Regions from separate parts of the Muntiacus reevesi genome. Here region 2 is linked to region 1. The links are chromatin contacts, called in public Hi-C maps. All regions are on one chromosome and are shown on one strand. Each heading gives the region's core, a stretch centred on a gene start, on an enhancer-like site or on the middle of the called end of the contact. The rest is flanking DNA. Distances are from core to core; before and after follow the strand shown. Region 1 holds the start of BRF2 (BRF2 RNA polymerase III transcription initiation factor subunit). Region 2 holds the start of ASH2L (ASH2 like, histone lysine methyltransferase complex subunit).

The links. Hi-C and Micro-C count contacts between places; a contact is called where the count stands out from the background.
Region 2: a Hi-C map of muscle shows a contact between it and region 1, with 4 times the contacts expected there. The contact joins the promoter of ASH2L here to the promoter of BRF2 in region 1. A contact is called at or near these places in 2 of 3 Hi-C or Micro-C datasets (blood and muscle).

The regions. Positions count from the first base shown.
Region 1 is chr10:73,832,451-73,836,851 of mMunRee1.1, reverse strand. BRF2 (BRF2 RNA polymerase III transcription initiation factor subunit) reads left to right here and starts at 2,746. Exons shown (of 4, transcript XM_065947618.1): 1 at 2,746-2,955; 2 at 3,642-3,701. The coding sequence starts at 2,802.
Region 2 is chr10:74,007,678-74,011,707 of mMunRee1.1, reverse strand. It overlaps ASH2L (ASH2 like, histone lysine methyltransferase complex subunit), which reads right to left and starts at 1,782. Exons shown (of 16, transcript XM_065946606.1): 1 at 1,574-1,782; 2 at 866-932; 3 at 1-140. The coding sequence starts at 1,764.

The DNA.
Region 1 (4,401 bases), core at 1,497-3,996:
ATTCCAAAAGCCGATGTGCCAAGTACCCGTGGGCTCTGGCCTTAGGGACAGGAACGTGGCGCCAGCTTCACAGGCCTGGGGAGGAGCTGGGGAGAGGGCTTTGAGAAGCATCTGTTAAACAGATCATCACCAAGGACGCTTAATTCTTAACCCGGGTCGCCTGCATTGCAGGCAGAGTCTTTACTGTCTGAGCCACCAGGAAAACCCTAAATCTTAGTAGAGTTTGTATCAGAAGGAAAGGCACCGAGGAAGGTGTGTATGTCCTGATTTCCCAGAGGAAGACAAATGAATTTCCTAAATAAATGGTTTTCTTCATTAGAACGCGAACCCTAGACTTGCATGTCTTAGTAGAGCGCGCCATCTTCTGGCCTGGGTCCTGCCTACCTCCCTGCCTGTTTGCGTCTGAGAGTGAGGCTCTCTGACGCCATCACACACTTGTGGCTGGAAGAGAATTACCCCTCCACCCCTGGAGTTGCTAGCTGTGTGTGTGCTCAATCATGTCTGACTCTTTGGGACCCCATGGATTATAGTCTGCCAGGCGCCTCTGTCCATAGGATTTTCCAGGCACAAATACTGGAGTGGGTTGCCATTTCCTCCTCCAGGGGATCTTCCTGATCCAGGGATTGAACTTGAGTCTCCTGTGTCTCTTGCATTGCAGGCAGATTCACTACCACTGCGCCACCTGGGAAGCCCCAGAGTTGCTGGATCATAAAACTGCTCTTCTACTTTACTATGAAAACTGTCAGGGAAAGCAGAATTTCAAGGCTTCTGTCATGGGAAGATGACTCTGTAGTGAAATCCCACTTTAAAAAAAATGCAGTTAGGTTCATGATCTGCACAAAATTGGGATGAGCGGCATCTCTATCGGAATGTAAAGACATACTTCCAGGGCCAGTTATGTTCCTTTTAGGGACCTGTTTACCCTCCCAGTAAGGATGTCAATTACACTGTCTGAAACTAACATCTAAAATCTGCTAATGCCAGAGCCTGCCTGAAATTCTCCAAGATCAAACTGAGAAGCAGAAATTCCCCACATACTTTCAGCACTGGCTATGATAACTCCCATCTGTTTTCTTGGAGTCAGAGGGGCTGGCCATGGTTCTTTGTAATTTTTTTTTTTTTTTTTTTTTTTGTTCTTTGTAATTTTAACTCAATTGTCTTATTTTTCAGACACAATTGATTCTAAAACTTTCAAGTGTTAAAAAACATTTATTTATTTATGTATTTATGCCACACGACATGGCTTGTGGAATTTTGGTTCCCTTGAAAGAGGAAACAGACAGAACAGGCTCCCTCTTGAAAGCAGGACTCCATCTTGGGCCGGACTGTGGACTTTGAGCTCTATGCCCAGTATCTATGGAAACGACAGACGAACTGGAAAACCAGGCCCCCTGGATGGAAGAGCACCAGGGCTCATACCTAGACTCTCTGTTGCCTAAAAGAATACCCTAATTATCTGGGTAACTGAATAGAATCATACATTCTATTGTGCTTATTGGGGTATGACCACAGGCCTATTGATAATTGTCCACTGTTAACTAGGCTTAAGGCATATGAATCACGGGTTAACTTTGATTGTATCTTTCTTTTCCTTTGTTCAGTCTAGTTTCAGGGAATTTGGGGAGGTGGGTTTGGGCATGTACACTTAGGGTACATAAGGTTTTCAGAAAAACTGGTAGGGTCCTTGGCTAAGAGGAGACTCCGCCTTGGGCCCACCTGTGTAATAAACTGCACTCCACTATCTGCATTGTCCTTCTGAGTGAGTTTGTTTTCCAGAATGCGTGGCTACAACACCCTGGCCAGGGACTGAACCTGGGCCCTCAGCAGTGAAGGCACAGGGTCCTAACTACTGGGCTACCAGGGAATTCCTGAAAACCTTTATTCTTGATGAATGCAATCGGGATTTACTTATGAGAAAACACACACTCTTTGCTGACATTTAAGTTATATTCAAATATGACATACAAAATCTCTCACTTGTGAGCTTGGTTTCTGGAACATCACTAGAGGCGCACTTTTGCTCAATTCTTTGATCTATACTATACCATGCCAGGAACTTCGGAGCTAGAATCTTGGAGCATTCTAAAGCTTAAGGTTTTAAAAACATCTCAATCTGCTTAAACTCTTCACACTGCCAAGGGCCTCACCAACCCCCATATTCTTTCTCTCCAACTCCCTTAGACATTCTTTGCCTACTCTCTGGAAGCATCCCAGGTTGTCACTCTGGATTTTAATTCAACTCCCTCATCCTACAGGGGAGAAAAACAAACTGCAAAGAGAGGAAACAACGTGATTGAAGGGAAGCTGCTCTGGAAAGGACACAATTTCCTGCTCTCTCAATACACTACTCTCCCTCTTAGGCCACAAATTTTGTACTATGGCCAGAATCAACATTTGTTACCAAAGAGAAAAGGAGAATCTGAGATACCCTTGGCGCTTTAGAAGGAAGAGTTGTTTGTGGCTGGCAACAATTTTTTGTTTGTTACGCGCGTCCGGGGCGGTAGAAAGCTCACTCAAGAGTAACCCCGAGCCTAGACAGCCAACCTCAAACTAAGTACAGATCGCGGGGAATCCGAAGATACAGTCCTGTCAGGAACCTCCTTTCCTCGATCACGTTTCTACCCGAGTCCGCAGAGAATGGACCGGAAACCGCAGAGGAGGTACCAACAGTACGGCTGCTACGCTAGCCGGAAGAGGAAGGTGCAACCCTATAAGACTCCGCTCCTACTTCCTGCTTCGGCACAGTTGCTGTTGAGGGCGGTAGGGGCGGTTAGCAGCCTAGTCTCTGGACCGCTGGTGCGATGCCGGGTAGAGGCAGCTGTCCCGATTGCGGCTCCGCTGAGCTCGTGGAAGACTCGCACTATTCCCAGAACCAGCTCGTGTGCTCCGACTGCGGCTGCGTGGTCACCGAGGGCGTTCTTACGACCACCTTCAGTGACGAGGGCAACCTCCGAGGTACCTGTGAGGGCTTTTCCAGGGCCGTGGATACAGCCTGGGGCGATGGAGGGATTGACGTCAGATGCTTCTTATCTCTTGCCCTCTCCCAGTCATGAGCACATTTAGATATGGGAGAAAACAGGGAAAGTGAACGAGTGAACTGCAGGTCAGGGGCTGCCATTATGTTTTCTTAGCAGCATATCTGTTACATGTAGATGTTAACGTTGAATAAATGAAACAGAAAAACAAAATTCCACTCAGTTTACCTAGTCTGCCTATTTGGAAGCATTATATCAATAGGTCAATGCTGTGCGAATGCGGGAGATACTACTACCCTGAAGCAGTTTGGAAAACTAATCGGCAAAAACTTTTTTCTTTTTTTCATTTGTGTTCCAAGTCCCTGACCAGTGCAACCCTCACAATCTACAGGCAGGAAAATTGCCTGAATTGAATGTACGGGAGGGGTGGCTGGAAATTTAGAACTGTTTTAGTGCCAATCCTAATCTTCAGCCTTCTGTGTATTTGGAATTGCTTGTGGTCATAGAAAACCAGATGGACCTTTTACCTGCAAAGATGAGCACCTTCTGTGAGACAGGGAATGGGTACCTGATGATTTGGATTCTGCTCCCTGGTTTTGTGTGGTGAGAGGGCAGGGGTCCGTGAACAGAGACTCAACAAGCTGTTTGTTGTCCATTATCTTACAGAAGTAACATATTCTCGAAGCACCGGGGAGAATGAACAAGTTAGTCGAAGCCAGCAGCGAGGTGAGAATCAATGTTTTATGACACAGTGGCTTTAAAGAAAATTCTCCTTATGGTCCAGCTCGTCTGCTTGTCTTTTCTGTTTCCAGCATTACTGTGTAAAGGTAGAGAAGAAGAGAATGATAATTAGAAGTAAAGGATGGAGGTGGTTCTAGGAGAGGTAGCAATTAGGTGGAAGATTTAAGTCTGCTTGGGTATATTTGAGGTAGATTTGAGGAACCCAGGTCAAAGCTTGGTCACAAATCAAAACCAAGCTGCAAAAGATGAGGCAGTGAAGTATTGACTGCTTTCCACAAATGTCTTTGTGCTTTTCAAATGGCTTTACCAAGTGTCACTCTTATCATTGTAGAAAGATCCATTATTTGTGCATGTGGTATTCAAGGTGAGTTTAACAGAACTTGCTGGGAGCCCTTTTGACTCCTTCATGTATAATATCATGTCATCTGCAAACAGTGATGGTTTTACTTCCTTTCTAATTTAGGTTTCTTTTATTTTTCCTCTCTGTTTGCTATGACTAGACCTTCCAAAGTTATGTTGAATAAAATTGACGAGTGTGGGCATCTTTGTCTTGTTCTTAATCTTATAGGAAATGCTTTCAGCTTTTCACCATTGAGGATGATGCTAGCGTTAGTTTGTCATATATGACCTTTATTATGTGTTGTCTCCTCTAGACCCACATTCTGGAGAGATTTTTTTTTTAAAT
Region 2 (4,030 bases), core at 533-3,032, 180 kb before region 1:
TCTATGCCAAAGGTGTCTGCTGTGAACCATTTGGTACATATTCCACACTGCAGCTCCACCTCTCCCAACTGACGGCCATTTTCTTCATCCACGGAGCCTGCCTGAGTATCCATCACCTCTGAAGTATCCCCAGCACCTTCCTGTGTCCACAGAGCCATCAGAGAATCGTGTCAGTTGATCTGATTGTATTTTTGATTCGCTTAAAAACTTAACAAAAACCCAAAAAACCCTTTTGCCTGGAACTGCTGTTTTCCAGTACTTTGCCAAAATGACCAGTGCAAAGGGAGAGAAGAGGGGTACCCCCACATGTTCTCTAGGCCTTTTAGAAAACGTAAGAGCTGCTCCTTTGGCCACATACATGCAAGTCTACAAGAAAGGTAATCTTGTAGATACCAAAGAAAAGGGCACTGTTCAAAAATGAATACCCTACAAAACAAAACTGGAAGAGCTTACAATGCTACCCAGCATGTTGGCATCATTGTAAACAATCAAGTTAAGGGCAAGATTCTTGCCAAGAGAATCTATGTGTATACTGAGCATATTAAGCATGCTAATAGTTGAGACACCTTCCTGAAATGTATGAAGGAAAAGGATCAGAAAAAGAAGGACCTCAAAGAGAAAAGTACTTGAAATGTACTTGGGCTCAAGTGAAGCGCCAGCCTGCTCCACCCAGAAAAGCACACTGGGTGAGAACCAGAGGAAAGAAGTCTGAACTGTTGGAGCCCATTCCCTATGAATTCACAGAATCATGGATGTAAAGAAAACAAAAGACCTGAACTGTAAAAAAAAAAAAAGAAATAAAAAAACATTTAAAAAACCAACCCTATTGACTGTGCGGTGGAAACACTCAAAAAGAAATACTTACAAGTGTATCTTTTCCATTAGAGGATTCTGTCTCCAAGCCACCACTTACATCAACTGAGTTTGCATCCCTGCAAAACAAGGAAGAAATTTCAGAAGAAAACCTGAAAACGCCTATTTCCAAAGATGATGATCCAAGTACAGCTGAACTTCACATCCCTACTCTTTTTCAGCCAAGCCAATGCTCAGACCGGATGCCCAGCATTAGGAAGGCGGCGGCCAAGATGAAGTAAAGCCCGTGGGGCACAAGGAAACCTTACCGGCCCTTGCAAAGAAGTCTACAGAGGACAGAACTGGTCCCTGGGGAGGTTCGCAGAGCTGCCCCTCTCCCTCTGTTTTCAGAGGAACCAATACTCCTTCCAGCCTGGCAGTACAAAGTGGTTTCCCTCTCTGGGAATTTTGAAGGGTCCCTGCTAAAAAAACAAAAAAAAGGCCGGGGGGAGGGGGAGCTACCAGCCCCCTGCCGGGGGTCCTAGGGCCGGGAAGGACGCCGAGAAACCGGGAAAGGTGTGCAAAGGGGCGTAGCCTAAGATACGATTCACAGGGGACCGGTCGAGCGGCGGGCGGGACGAAGGCCCCGGAGAAGGCAGGGCGAGCCGTTGGCCGCCAAGCCTAGGTTCGGAGCGGAGTGCTCACGGGAGCCGCGGGATTCCGACGGGGACCGGCCTCCCGCCCCCCACCCCCGTCTTCCTCGGGCCGCAGGGTGCCTTACCCGCTTTCGGCCTCTCCGGAGCCGGGCTCCGCGGAGACTGGAGCAGCAGACGTCCCCTCTCCGGCCGGAGCGGCCGCTACGGCTGCTGCCGGTTTCGTCTCCCCTTCTTCTGCCGGTGTTGCATTAGCAGCTGCTGCCGGCCCGGGTGCTGCGCTCACTCCCGGTCCGGGTCCGCTTCCCGCCGCCGCCATCACTGCCGCCTTCTAGACTTCTCGCGAGAATACTGCGTCCTTCTCACGCGAGTTGCTCACCTTCAAACAGTAAAGGACTCACGGTGGGTCCGCCGTCTGCGTGGGGAAGGCTCTCTCCAAGCCCGCTTTAAGGGCGGGCGGAGGTGGGCGGGACCTGGAGGCTGGAGAGCTACAAACGCAGCCCGCAGAAGGCGGTCGGGGTTTGTTGGTTTTCTTTGAGGACGCAGTTCGTATCAGAGTGGACGCAGCGCATTTTCGTGGCCAAGATTGCAAGTCACCGCGCAGATGAGGCACCCTGAGAGCGCTGGCGACCTAGAGGCTCTGGACGCTGTGTTGTGTTCTGCAAGCGCCCGTCGCCGTTAGAGGTGGAACATGCCTTCCCGCCCCAGGAGTTTGCTGTAGTATATTGTCCCCCTGATCTGCCACTTTGAGCAGGTTTCCTAGTGACATCTACAGATGGGCGCCTGGACTGAATCCCAGAGCCCCATCTACGCCGGGGAGGGGACGTGGATGGAGTCCCCAGGCGGAAAAAGTCGGAAGCACTGTGTTCCCGAAGCTGCAAGCTTAATATCGTTAAGAGGAGAAAGTGAAGCTTGAGTGTTAAGGTGCTGGAGGACTTATGAATATAGAGAAATTTGGTCCTTAGAGAAAGGGACAGGTAATGGGCCAAAGATAAGAACTTGAGGAATCAACGACAGTGCAGGTGAGGTCGATGGAATGAGCGGAGTCATTCGGAGCCATGGTATCCAAACTCCTGGAAGTATTAGAGCCAGGACATCTTTCAGGAAATCAGTGTTTACATCGTAATTCCTAAAAAGCCTAAAGATACACCTTTCCCCCTCGTTTTTACACTTTCACTTCCACTTTTCTACTCCTTTACAAAAGAAAGGCATACACGGAATCCAGTCTGACTGCGATGTATTGTTCCAGGCTGTGAAACCTCTGGGACACCACACACAAGAACAGTTGGGAATACATAGATATTTTTATTTCTAATTTCTTCCCAATTTCTTGCTTTTAACAAAATTGAAGGAGTAACTAATTGATAGATACTACTGGCTGATATAGATTATTTTTCTTTTTTTTTTATATAGATTATTTTTCAAACTGTTGGTGACACATGCTACAAATAGGTGAAACTTTAAGAAGAAACAATAATTGCACAAATTATCTCCCCCCTAATATTTATTATAGTGGCAATTTTAACATATAGCCACAAAAATCTTTGATACCTCCTTCCTCCAGCAAGTAGAATTTGAATTATTCAGTCCCTCGAGTGTTTGCAAGCGACTTAGTGCCTTGCTTCTAAAACAGAACGTGGAGAAGGAGAATAGTAGTTTTTCACAGTGGGGAAACGCAGACATCTCTTTAACCAAGTGGTCAAGGTTAACACCAGTGGGTGAAGTCATGTTGTTATCAGTTATCCCCTGATGTGAGGCAATGGAGAACTCTACTTCATCTCTGGAAGTCTTTGCAAAATTCACAACCCCAGACTAATCAAGAGAAAACATCAGTCCAAGACAAATTGAGACCTTCTTGAAAATACATAACCAGTATACCTCAAAACTGTGGACATTATGAAAGACAAGGAAAGACTGAGAAACTCACAGATGGGAGAAGACCAAGGAGACATGACGATTATATACAAGTGGGATCCTGGATTGTATTCTGGAACTGAAAAGGGACATGAGTGGAAAAATTGGTGAAATCTGAATAATAAAGTCTGTAGTTAAATGATAAGTATTATAACAACTTTATTTTGTTCCCTGTACTGTGCTTTAAGATACTGACTGTAGGGGAAGCTGGATTATATGGGGGACCTCTTTTGAACTATCTTTGCAACTCTAAAATTAATTGAAAATTTAAAGTGATTGGTGGGGGCAGAATCCACATTGCAGTGGATTGAGAAATGAGTAGAGGACTAGAAGTAGACATAGGTGTGCAGATGAATCTTTCCACTTTTTTCCTGATGCATTTTATTTCTATAAAGAAAAGACCTGAGTTAATACAGCAAAGTGTCAACATCTGTCAGATTTGTTTGCGTCTTACACGATTCCCTGCACTGTCTCAGTGGGTTTGAAATAGTCCCTAAATACATGTTTGGCTCTAAAGGAGCGAGAACAATTAGATGGTATGAAGGAAATGCAGAGTTGAGGCAGACAGTAGACTGTTGAAACAGCTTTACTCATCACTGGGAAGGGGGAGGTTGAAAATATAGGAGGCATGGTGGTTGATGGAGCAGCTTTGTGAAGAAAGTGGGTGCAGA